2 separate regions of the Danio rerio genome follow, and region 1 is linked to region 2. A link is a contact called in public Hi-C data. All regions are on one chromosome and are shown on one strand. The core of a region is the stretch at or near the end of the contact, and the rest is flanking DNA. Distances in the headings are between cores, read along the strand shown. Region 1 holds the start of cbl (Cbl proto-oncogene, E3 ubiquitin protein ligase). Region 2 holds the start of arhgef12a (Rho guanine nucleotide exchange factor (GEF) 12a).

Region 1 (5,606 bases), core at 1,237-3,736, 760 kb after region 2:
CAGGGGCAGACTTAGCCAATAAGCAAGGTAAGCAGCCACTTAGAGCCCTGGGAAATTAGGGGGCCCCAACAAATGCCAAAAATTGCCTAAATTAATCATATAGGTAGTTTATAAATGTTCTATCATATGTTGTAAAATCTGTATATAACTGTTAAGATTTTAACGTTATTACTTCCTTTCAAAACCAGGGGCCTTATGAATCGTGGAACAATACTTACGTACTGCACATGCAAATATTAAAATCTAATCATATATACGGCTAACTAACCGTACAAAATAAGTTTGTGAACTTGTTTTTTTATTTGTGAATTTTTTGTATTTCATTTTTACATTTAGAAGATAATGGTTTCACTTAAAATATATTGTAACATGCAGTTTATTATATATCTATAAAGAAGAAAATGTTTTGAGTTTCAGTGCTTGGGCACCATACCTGGAATTGCTTAGGGCCCCCAAAAGTAGGAATTAGAAATAAGTCAGAGGTTACAGGTTTGTAGCTTTCTTCAAAATAACTTTTTTTTTTATTTAACAGAATAAAAAAGGCTGAAACAACCAAAGGTGAGTAACTGATTACAGAATTTTCTTTTTTGGTGAACTATGTCTTTATAGTGTTTTATTTGAATATAACGTAATGAAGCAGAGAACAAATGTAACATTAATAACAGTCCAATAAATAATTATATTTGCCTTACCAAGGTGTTCCTTTAAAACAGACACATCTAAGACACTTCTCCTGTACTTCTCTGTAAGTCCATCATCTATATGAGGGTGGGAAACAGAAACATGTAAGTCAAAAACCAACTCCTATTTTGTGTATAAAAATGTTATAGTATAACAAAAGCACCCTTTTCTGGCGTGCTTTTTTTAGTCTTTTCTTTTTTGCTGCCTCCTTTTCCTTTCTTCTTTGGCGGCATGATGTAAAAATCCTACTAGTCCTGCATCTTTCGGACGGAGGGAAAAGTTAATTGTATTGTGTACACAAAACCGCCTGGCAGCACGTAGGCGTGGTCAGTGATCTTAGCCAATCGCCTGTCCCGAATACTGATTACTGTTGTTCTACGTAACCACATTACACCACGTTACAGGCTGGTTGCCTTGGAGTGTGTGTAGTCGTTAAACCGCGCTGTGTGTGTTGTTTTATGGACAATAAAGTCTTCCTGTGCAGTTCTGAATCGCTTGAATTGTTTAAAAACAACCTCATATTACTTCTGGAATGGAAATGTGTCGTTTTAATAAACGGAAATGATACGAGATGAGCAAATGAACATCCCTGTGAACAAAAATAAAACGCTTCATCTCACAATTTATTGACTGTTTGAACAAAAATGCATAATTCATCTCGTTAGACCACAGACGGCGACTACGTAGCTCATGAATATTAACTACGCCATGCTTTCATTGCTTGGTAACCGTCCTACTGCTCCTATTTCGTGATCTAATTAATATTAATAAGCCACGCCTTTTACCATAGTAGGATTCGTACATTCGCATGAGGAGCAGGAAAGTAGGCGGAGACAAGGCGAGACATGAAAGAGGGCGAGGTTTTACAGGCGGAACAGGAAGAGCAGTCACACGAGCATAGGAGGGGGAGAAAGGGAGAAAGGCGGCGTTAACCCTAATATGTCTGTTTAGTACGAGATACAATTTTACCATACAGCATTTATTTTCAAATGGAGAAGGTGATTGTGAGGAAACACGTTTTTTTTTCCGTTCCTTTACAGGTTTTGCTGGGAAGCCCTCGTGTCTTGTCAGGCCGAACTTCCCGTTGCAAAAGTAATGATGGGAAGTTCAATTCATTTACGCGAATCGGCTCTTTAGAACAAGGCCTCATTAAGAACCGATTCTATTCTACAATTTTTTTAAACTTCGTTTTATATATATATATATATATATATATATATATATATATATATATATATATATATATATATATATATATATATAAAACATAATACCAAATTAAAAGTATAATCATAAAGTATCAATTGATAAATTAGATTATAATATGTTATAAAAGAAAAAATCATTAGAATAAATTAATAAATGAGGACATTGGCTAAATAATTGACTAGGTTTTTAAATCAGTAGAAAATAAAGTAAATTAGAAGTAAGAATTAGTAATAGTATCTTATTAGGAGGTAGTTATTTTATAATGTTTCAGACCCATATATATAATCTTTTTCAGAATATGAATTGGGTTTTCATACAAAAAACTATATAAATGCCTTTAAATTTAGAAATTGAAACCCTTTGAAATGGTATGATTAAGTTTGGGGCTACGTGGCATTTAAAATACTTAAAACTCCAGCATTAAAACATACTAAGTGAAGTTTACATCTCAAACAGCTTCAGTCCGGCGGTGTGAACCGATTCGATCAATTGAAAAGATCCGACTCATAAGAACGAATCGGACATCACTCTACAGAAGCGCACAGATAGAGAAAGAGAGCTGCAGGAAAAGGGAACATCACGCACGGGGTGTCGATGTGAAAGCAGTTGTTCTACCACGTCCAGACACCCATCAAAACTTATTTTTACGCGTTATTTTTAAACGGGTTCCGCCGCCCTCCCCGAGCGTTTTTAAACACAGCGTCAAACGGCGGTTTGCTGCACGGGGGATTTAATGGGAGTCTTGCATCGGTAAAGCGCTTCTCCCCCCCTTGACGGACCCTCGCTCGAACCGAACCGGACTCGGGCGCTGTCCTCACCGGGGGGTATCCGATCCCAGTTATATTTTGACTGCGAAAACAACACTCCGGAGTCCGAATATGGCAGGAAATCTGAAGAAAGGTGGGGGGCTTATTGGCATGATGAAGGACGCTTTTCAGCCTCACCATCACCTCCACCACTCCCATCACCAGCCCGGAGCCGTGGACAAAAAGACGGTGGAGAAATGCTGGAAATTCATGGATAAGGTGGGTGTCTATAAAACAAAACACAAGCGATAGATAGCCGACAGAGACGCTCTAGCTAACAGCCTCGGTCTCTAGTTAGCTTAGCCGGATGGCCTGCACGGACAAGTACTAATTCAATATGGCAGGGCAGCTCTGCTAAGGCAATTAGCTGAATGGTTTGCAGGCTAATAAACTATATTCAGCTTGTCAAACACTCTGGGAATATTCAATTTTATAGAACATGTCATTTGTGGTTCCGATCACTCCTGCTTTCTTAATAGGAATTGTGATAATTAAAGGGTTCTCTGCTAGTCGTGCTAGCTAAGTAGCTTGTTGCAGTAGTTATCCTGTAAGTTAAATCTATGGTTGGGAAGAATGGTTTGGACATCCTTCTTCAAATGTGCCTTCTCCATAATACAGTCGGCAACGGCATGAAAATAGCTTAAGTTGGTTAAACAACTAGTATGTGACGATATACTGATCCTGTTGCTGGTCAGTCAGCTGGTTCAATTGCATTTACTCAGTGTAGACGTGGATAATGGACAGTTGGTAGATTGATTTGCTCCAACAATCTCTACTTCCTTCACTAGTTTGACTTTTTGGATAAACGGGAAGTGCCATTACTTTTGTTTGTGTTAATTTGACATTCTTAAACATTCCAGCTTAATTTAAAAAATGTCACTAAATCTGAATATGCAACTGTTATAGAAGCTAGCTAGTTGTTTTGGTGTTTAATCTAATCAATACATGCAAGTTTGGTGTAATGGTTGTGTATGAATAGAGCTGCTAGTATAGGCAAAAACCACAATTCGCCATATCTGAACATATAGTGTGTGTAGTTGGTTTGTAGTCTTTCAAGTCTTTTGTTTAACTGTAAAACTGTTTACCTTCTCTCTGTGAATTTTCTTAAAATAAGAATAACATTTGGTTGTTATTGGTTTAGGAGAATCATTCACTGGACTATAGCAACTCTGGTTTGCTGAACTTCCTGTACATAATTTTGTAAGAGAAATGCTGTTAAGCAAGTGTGTCAAACATAATCCGACAGGCTTTTGAGCAGTGTCTCGACCATTATTGTCTTGCATTGTATTCTATGCTTTCCCCCAAAATTAAAAAAGTACAGAGAGTTTTGATAATAAAAAATAAGAATTTAAATATCATCAGAAGAGATGGAATAATAACAGCATGCATACATTTTATGTAAATATCTAGGTTGGCTACACTGTTATAAATATATCATCATTTGCATTACAAGTGTTCATTTTCCACAACTAAAATTTTTTTACCAACCCAGCTTGTCAAGTAAAACGGTAAAACTGTGAACATCTGTCTAACAGAGTGGCTTTCTTTTGTTGAATTTGCTGCCTCACAATACAAAAGTTAAAGCTGCAGTTCATGGAAAAAAGTTGTGGTTACTGACCTCACACTTCCTGTGATCTTCACAATGATACATGAGAGAAACGGTGCATCTGTCGCAGGGGATTCAGTTTAAACTTATTCTCTGACATGGGGAACCACTTAGAAACCTAAAAATAAAATAGTATTTTGTATGTTTTTAGATTTGGGTTATTAAGGAAGATTTTAAGAATTATTATGGAGAACAGAAGCAGTTAATGCTTTATGATTTAGAGCTTGCGACTTCCTATTTGTTTAGTTTCACACTGGGTCTTTGGTTAGTGCGCATGTGATGTATCACTCTGTCTTCATAAGCAAATCTCCCCGTTTTTGCAATGTAACATTTGTAAATTTCCACTTTTAGAAAACTTTAAATAATAGTGAAAAAGGTCAGGATGAATGATTCCGAATACTTGACATGAGGAGAAGTACAGTCTAATCTGAAAGAAATGTGACTTTAGAATGTGTTAATCCTGACTTGGCCATTCATTATCTAATGTTCACTTTTTGATGTTTTCCATTAAGTTATATTTTCTCAGTCACCTATAAATATTTAACTTCTCACAAAATGCAGAAGAACCCAGTTGTCATTCATCCTTGCGTCTATGCAAAAACACTGCATAGTCAAATAAGAAACTTTAATTATGAAGTTCTGTGTTTGACTTTGGGTTTCCCCTTTTAAAGTGTTTATTGTATACTTCACTCTCTTTATTTACAAACATAAATTATGTACACTTTTGATTTCCTTATAATGATCATTTATTATTCAGCCACATGCCCATAAAAGGGCTCTATTTTGTTGTTGTTTATGATAGAGTATTTGCATCCTGATATGTGATTGGTCTAACAACATAAAACCTGATCAGCATTCTTCTTTAGGGTCAGTTCACACTCTCTTTGTTTGGACCATAAATGAAAATTAATAATATAGTTTGTTGACTTGGTATTCATACTGTCGTTTTTAAAAATGGAAGAAAAAAGTGACTAACCATTCAAAAGTGTTGCTTGCGGCGTTGAATGCAGTCATTGTATGTGCGTGCATATATTTTTATCAGTTGAGAACGTGTGAAGAGCTTATGTGTAAAGGAGTCAAAAACAGTACCAACTATTCTTCATAAACGCACACAAAAATTTATCATACTTTTCAATCTGTTAGTTAATATTAATGTATTGACTAACTTCCACTAATACATTATTAACCCTGTCATATTTACTTTTTCAATAGCACTGACCCCACTAACATGTATTTTAATGTGACTTATTTAGAAAGCATCACTTCAAAGTTTCATCATGTGACATTACACAGCGCCCATAATT
Region 2 (5,468 bases), core at 1,765-4,264:
GGACTTTATGAGCAAAGTCTGCATCGATGCATCCCCGATAGAACACATCCAGAAACTTTCACGCGTCCTCGGTTCTTGCAGCCCTTAGTTCTGGAACTAAACTTGAGCAGTTGATGATAACGTTACACAAGGACGCAAAAATGCTGAAGAACGCATATTGAGAAATGTCTAATGCAAACTGGAGAAATGAGGTAGATTACCATTCTCTGGTTAAACAATGCAGAATGCGTGATACGTTTGCTTTGTGCAGAATTTGCCTCATTCACGTCTTCTGTTTGGTGTGAGCCCAGCCATTTTGGCCAATCTAGAAGTAGAAAACAGCGTGCATGCTGACGTCATGAGGCGAAAACTCCTTAACATCCACACAACACACTGTACCTGGATTTTTGAAAAATGTGGAATTATTAATCATTCTTACTGTTCAGTGAATGCAAACTGCCGTAGATTATTAAAGACGCAAACCCCTTACTGCACGACAGCTGTGCCTTCAACAAACCAGATTGTTTATGAGCGTCAAAAGTCGCTGATCTGTTTGGCTATTTGACTGCGTATCACTGCATATCAAATGACTTAAACGATATAACTAGAGAAATCTCCACTGTGAGCGAGAGCGGCTACTGACCAGCGCAGCATCAATGATGTAAGCTTGCCGAGGCCAAATGTAATGCGAGTGTGGGCCGTCGGGGGAGACAGGAGGGGCGACAAGCATGCTTTGGCCCGGTTCAAGGCAACTGTACATAATAGTCACCTGACAATGCGTTTTCGTGTGGACAACAGTGCACCACAAAGAAAAAGTGCAGCTTTGAAAATACCCTTGTTTGTGTGGACAAGGCCTCAGAAGTAGCACTGACATTCTTCTTATAAGAAGGCCCGGGAGCACAATCTCATAAGAATTTAAAGCCACACCCCCCAAAACGGCATGTTTTGAATCGATCCCCAAAAGTGGCAACTTCATAGAACTATAAAACTTTATCTGCAGAGTATTTTGAGCTGAAACTTCATTCACCCACTCCAGGGTCATCAGAGATTTATTTGACATTTTTCTAAAAAGCAGCATAATGGGACCCCTTTAAACTTTAAGTATGTGCAATATGCAGTAAGGATTATCAAACACTACTAAATGTTTCTGGAGGATTACTGAATGATTTTTGTGTGAAAAAGTAAACCCAGAAATCTTTATGTGTTTGGAGATTTTAACTATTTTTAAAAAGGGAAATTGGGTGATGACTTACAAACTGTCCATCTGTCATGGTGAATTGACCACACCAGTTGATAAAATCTGTAAACATTGTCATACATTTCATAAATTAGATTGAAGTGTTATAGGGCGTTGTCACACCTCAGATTAAACATAACTATGTTACAATGGTGTGTGTAAATGTATCATTTATGTGTTCAAGAGATTTTCTAAGCATTAGAATAAAATAAAAGTAATACATCTTTACATGTTTTTTTTCATGTTACAACATTGTGTGTGTGTGTGTGTACACATGTTTTTGTGACATATCAGGACACAAATCTGTATAATGACATGGGTATGACACAGGTATTACAAAAAGGAGGTGCAATATGAGGACATTCGTTTCTCAAAATGCTTATAAATCCTACAGAATGAGTTTAATCAGAGAGTTAAGCTGCACACAGTCTCCTGTGATGGTTGGGTTTAGGGATGGGGTGGGGTGAGGGCAATACAATATACGGTTTGGACAGTATAAAATGAATGGAAACCTATGTAATGCCCCCACTTTTCACAAAAACCAACGTGTGTGTGTGTGTGTGTGTGTGTGTGTGTGTGTGTGTGTGTGTGTATTTTTAATATATAATACATTACACACAAACACACACACATTTTAACATAATTTACAGAATTTAAATATTTATATTTTACCACTGTCCTTCAAAACATTTTCTTTTTGTGACTAAAAAGTTTATAATAATTTACAATATAGTATATTTTTGTGTACTCATTTGTTCCAGATATAACAATAGGTAACGGTAGCCTATATTTTCATTTTAAAATGTTTTGCTGAATGAGGATGAAACATATATACTATATCAGTATGTAATAGACTTCAATATAATTTTAATTAAAATATACATTTTCATATTATAAATAAAGTATCTTTCCCAGTACTGGGTTGCAGCTGTAAGGGCATCCGCTGTGGGAAACATATGCTGGAAAAGTTGGCGGTTCATTCCGCTGTGGTGACCCCTGATGAATACAGACACTAAGCCGAAGGAAAATTAATAAATAAATAAATTACGTAAAATCTTTTTATAAAAAAGTCACCCCCTTAACAGAAGACAAAACTAGTAAAAATATTGTCATCTGGAGTTTGACTTTCCAAAAATGAACAAATATCTCTTTTTTTTAAATGAGAATTAAGACATTTATTTGGAAATTTGTAAAGGCTTCATGTAGACGTTTTTTTTTATCAGTATCAAAAAGTCAAACCCATTAGTAAGCGTTGCAGTTTTGTAAACGTCCACCATGTGGCAAACTAAATCAACAGTTGCAAAACACATTCGCACCCTTAGGTATGAAGTTTGTTCAATTGCAACAGTGAGTGGCTCACGTTTTCCAGTGGAATAATTAAAGACAATTGACCATTTGGAATTATGAAAATGTACGACTTGAAAATACCACGGAAAACAAGCGAACAGTGAACGCCTTGTCTAATGACTACATACACAAACGTTCCATTCAAATTATGCAAATATTTTATGAACAAAATTCCGAAAGCAGCTACGCCCGCCGCAATCTACAGCCTAATTAAATAGTTATCAAAAGCTCTGTCATAACATGTTTCAGAAGTTGGGGTGAATCTTTGTGAGGAAGCAACTTTGAATCCCCATCATGCACTTTAGTATAAACCAAAAACATTTACAGTTACTCAAAAATGACTAAACGTGTCTAACTAGACAGCATTGTGTGACACTGCCATTCGGATGAGCACAGAGAGCGCGAGTGTACTCTGCGGAGTCGGAAATGCTGTCCGTGCAGGAAGTTCAGTAGGTTTTGAGACAGAGCCCCGCGGGAGACACGGCAGCACTCTCCGGTACTCTCAACTTTCCCCAGTTTGATGGAGCTGAACCTACAACCTCCATACGGATTTTAATGTGGATCATCGCTTTCGTACGAACTAGATATAACCCGTTAACGCGTTCGGAGAGACCTATGCGAACTTTACTGAGCGGTTTTGTTTATTTTGATGCAGACTTCGTCGCCGCTCCATGGAAACTCTCCGCGGGGTGACACGTGTATGAGCGCATGCATTTTCACCCTGTCTGGATGACTGTGGGCTTGGTGTGGATGCATAAGGGTGTTTATTGTTATTGTTGGAAAAATATCGCGTCTCATTTTTGGAGTTGACGATGTTAGGCTGCTGTTAGCTTTAGCATAGCAAAGGCCTTGAGTCTGCAGTCTGGTTTGCGGTGCGGGTATCATCTGCTGCTGCTGCCTTGTTGGCTGTGGAAATACACATTCAGCATTAGGACGCTCAAAAGTGCTTTAATTGCTAAAGGAGTGTAACTTTAACAAGGAAAAAGTGTCTGGGCTTCACCGGGGAGCTGCTGCTGAACATGAAGGTACATTTTCAGTTGCACGACATAGCGGAAAATGACCAATTTTTAGAGTTATTTTGGGTAAATTATAGAGCTGATGTATGCGCGTATTTTGATTTGCCGTGTCGTTAAACTCCTGTGGATGATTCGTTTTTGTGTGTACGGGATACGTTTAGTGTGTTTTATAAGTTTAAACTACAGTTAATTTACAATTATGGTTAGTAATGTTGTTGTTATAAACAGTAGGTTCATTTATTGGTAAACAGCACCACTGCTGGAGGAACCACATATTCGTTGATTTACATCAGGACACTTTACTTCTCATTTAATGGTTTTCAGGGTTTCTGCAGATTTGAAAAGTCATAATTTGACATAAAGGTCCTGATTTCTGCAACTTGTGTCTTTATTTTTCATTTAATTGTCAATCTCACTCAGGGATCAGGGTGTTTGAGGGGTCTTCAAAAGTCTTAAAATGTCTTAAATTTCATCAACATTTTATACCTAAAAAGTCTTAAATACACTTAAATATTTAGTTGTAGGTCTTAAATCACGTTAAACAAGTCATAATTTCCCTGTCCAAGTAAAGCTACTCAATCATCAATAATCCATCTCAAAACTATATATATATATATATATATATATATATATATATATATATATATATATATATATATATATATACACACACACACACAACGGCTGTTAGAAATGTTTACATCAAATTCACCTAATTAAATTCCCTAAGCAGGGAAAGAAAACTAAAGCAACACATCCCTTTATATGATCTTCCATTAATGAATAAAATTATAATTTACTGAAGTAACTGGGCCATTACAAAAAATCTTTAGTTTTTAGCCCTGTATAAGTGTAAAATTTAATTCATGATGGTCTTACAAGGGTCTGAAAAAGTCTTAAATTTAACTTAAAGATACCTGCAGAAACCCTGAAGATGCATACACTGCAAAAATAATGTTTTTTTCTTCATTTTTTGTTCTGTTTTCTAGTACATTGTAAACTTGAAATGCAAAATGTGGACATGAAGTTTCCTTTTAAACAAATCTAAAGTAAAATAATGATTTTTGGTTAAAACAAGGTGAAATATTGTCATTGACTTTAACCTTTTTTTAAATACAAGTTACTTTTTTCATGCTGTTTTTGCATTTACATTAATCTAAGAATGTTTTGAGTGTGTGTGTATGTATATGTAATGTACATGTGTATACATTGTGTTGACTTCCCTTAAGTTCTTTTGTTCTTAACAAGGTCTTGGTTTTAAATAAAAACTTCAGAAACTCAGTTTTTAAAATATGTTTAGATGTCTATTTCCGTACTCTTTTGCACAGCACAAAGGTCAACTACTGTTTTTCTTTTAAATTAGATATAGTTGTGCTAATTTTGCTTTTTACGTATTCAAAGCTATTCAAACCCTTTCATGTTGTTTAATTTGTAATGTCATCTGCACATTCAGTTTCGACAGTTTTTAGTATGAGTTTCTTCAAAACAGTCAGGATTTAATTGCTGTTTTTGTGAACTGCAGGGGAAAATTTTATAATAAATGTTCTGCTTTTTAAATTTTTTTATTAGTGAACCTCCTGGTCAGCACAGCAGAATACGGATGCAACAGTCTCATTCAACATCAGAAACCGATGCTTCTGATGCATCTGAAAATGACTATAGGATATTGGACTAATAAAAGCTAAACACAAAAGCCCAATGAGCGACACACGGTCTACAGTCAGTGACAGGTATGTATGATTTATGTTTATGCTATGTGGACAAACTTGCTTTTGTTCTGATCCTACAATGTACTTGGGCAGACACCTATATCTCAGCCTTTGGAAATCTCTGAATGGAGAAATGTGAGCGCATGATTGTACTTGGTCTTGCGTTTTATTTGTTTTTGC

The links. A called contact is a pair of places that touch in the nucleus more often than the background predicts.
Region 1: a contact with region 2 is called in a Hi-C map of hematopoietic stem cells, with 3 times the contacts expected there. The contact joins the promoter of cbl here to the promoter of arhgef12a in region 2. A contact is called at or near these places in 1 of 18 Hi-C or Micro-C datasets (hematopoietic stem cells) and 1 of 4 datasets of contacts at active chromatin or transcription factors (embryo).

The regions. Positions count from the first base shown.
Region 1 is chr15:25,672,242-25,677,847 of GRCz12tu, forward strand. cbl (Cbl proto-oncogene, E3 ubiquitin protein ligase) reads left to right here and starts at 2,487. Exons shown (of 16, transcript NM_001007330.1): 1 at 2,487-2,915. The coding sequence starts at 2,769. drc12 (dynein regulatory complex subunit 12 homolog) reads right to left here and starts at 945. Exons shown (of 6, transcript NM_001111210.1): 1 at 845-945; 2 at 693-758. The coding sequence starts at 914.
Region 2 is chr15:24,910,236-24,915,703 of GRCz12tu, forward strand. It overlaps arhgef12a (Rho guanine nucleotide exchange factor (GEF) 12a), which reads left to right and starts at 3,015. Exons shown (of 38, transcript XM_073923679.1): 1 at 3,015-3,588; 2 at 5,149-5,309. The coding sequence starts at 5,278. It overlaps tlcd5a (TLC domain containing 5a), which reads left to right. Exons shown (of 3, transcript NM_001271624.1): 3 at 1-1,439.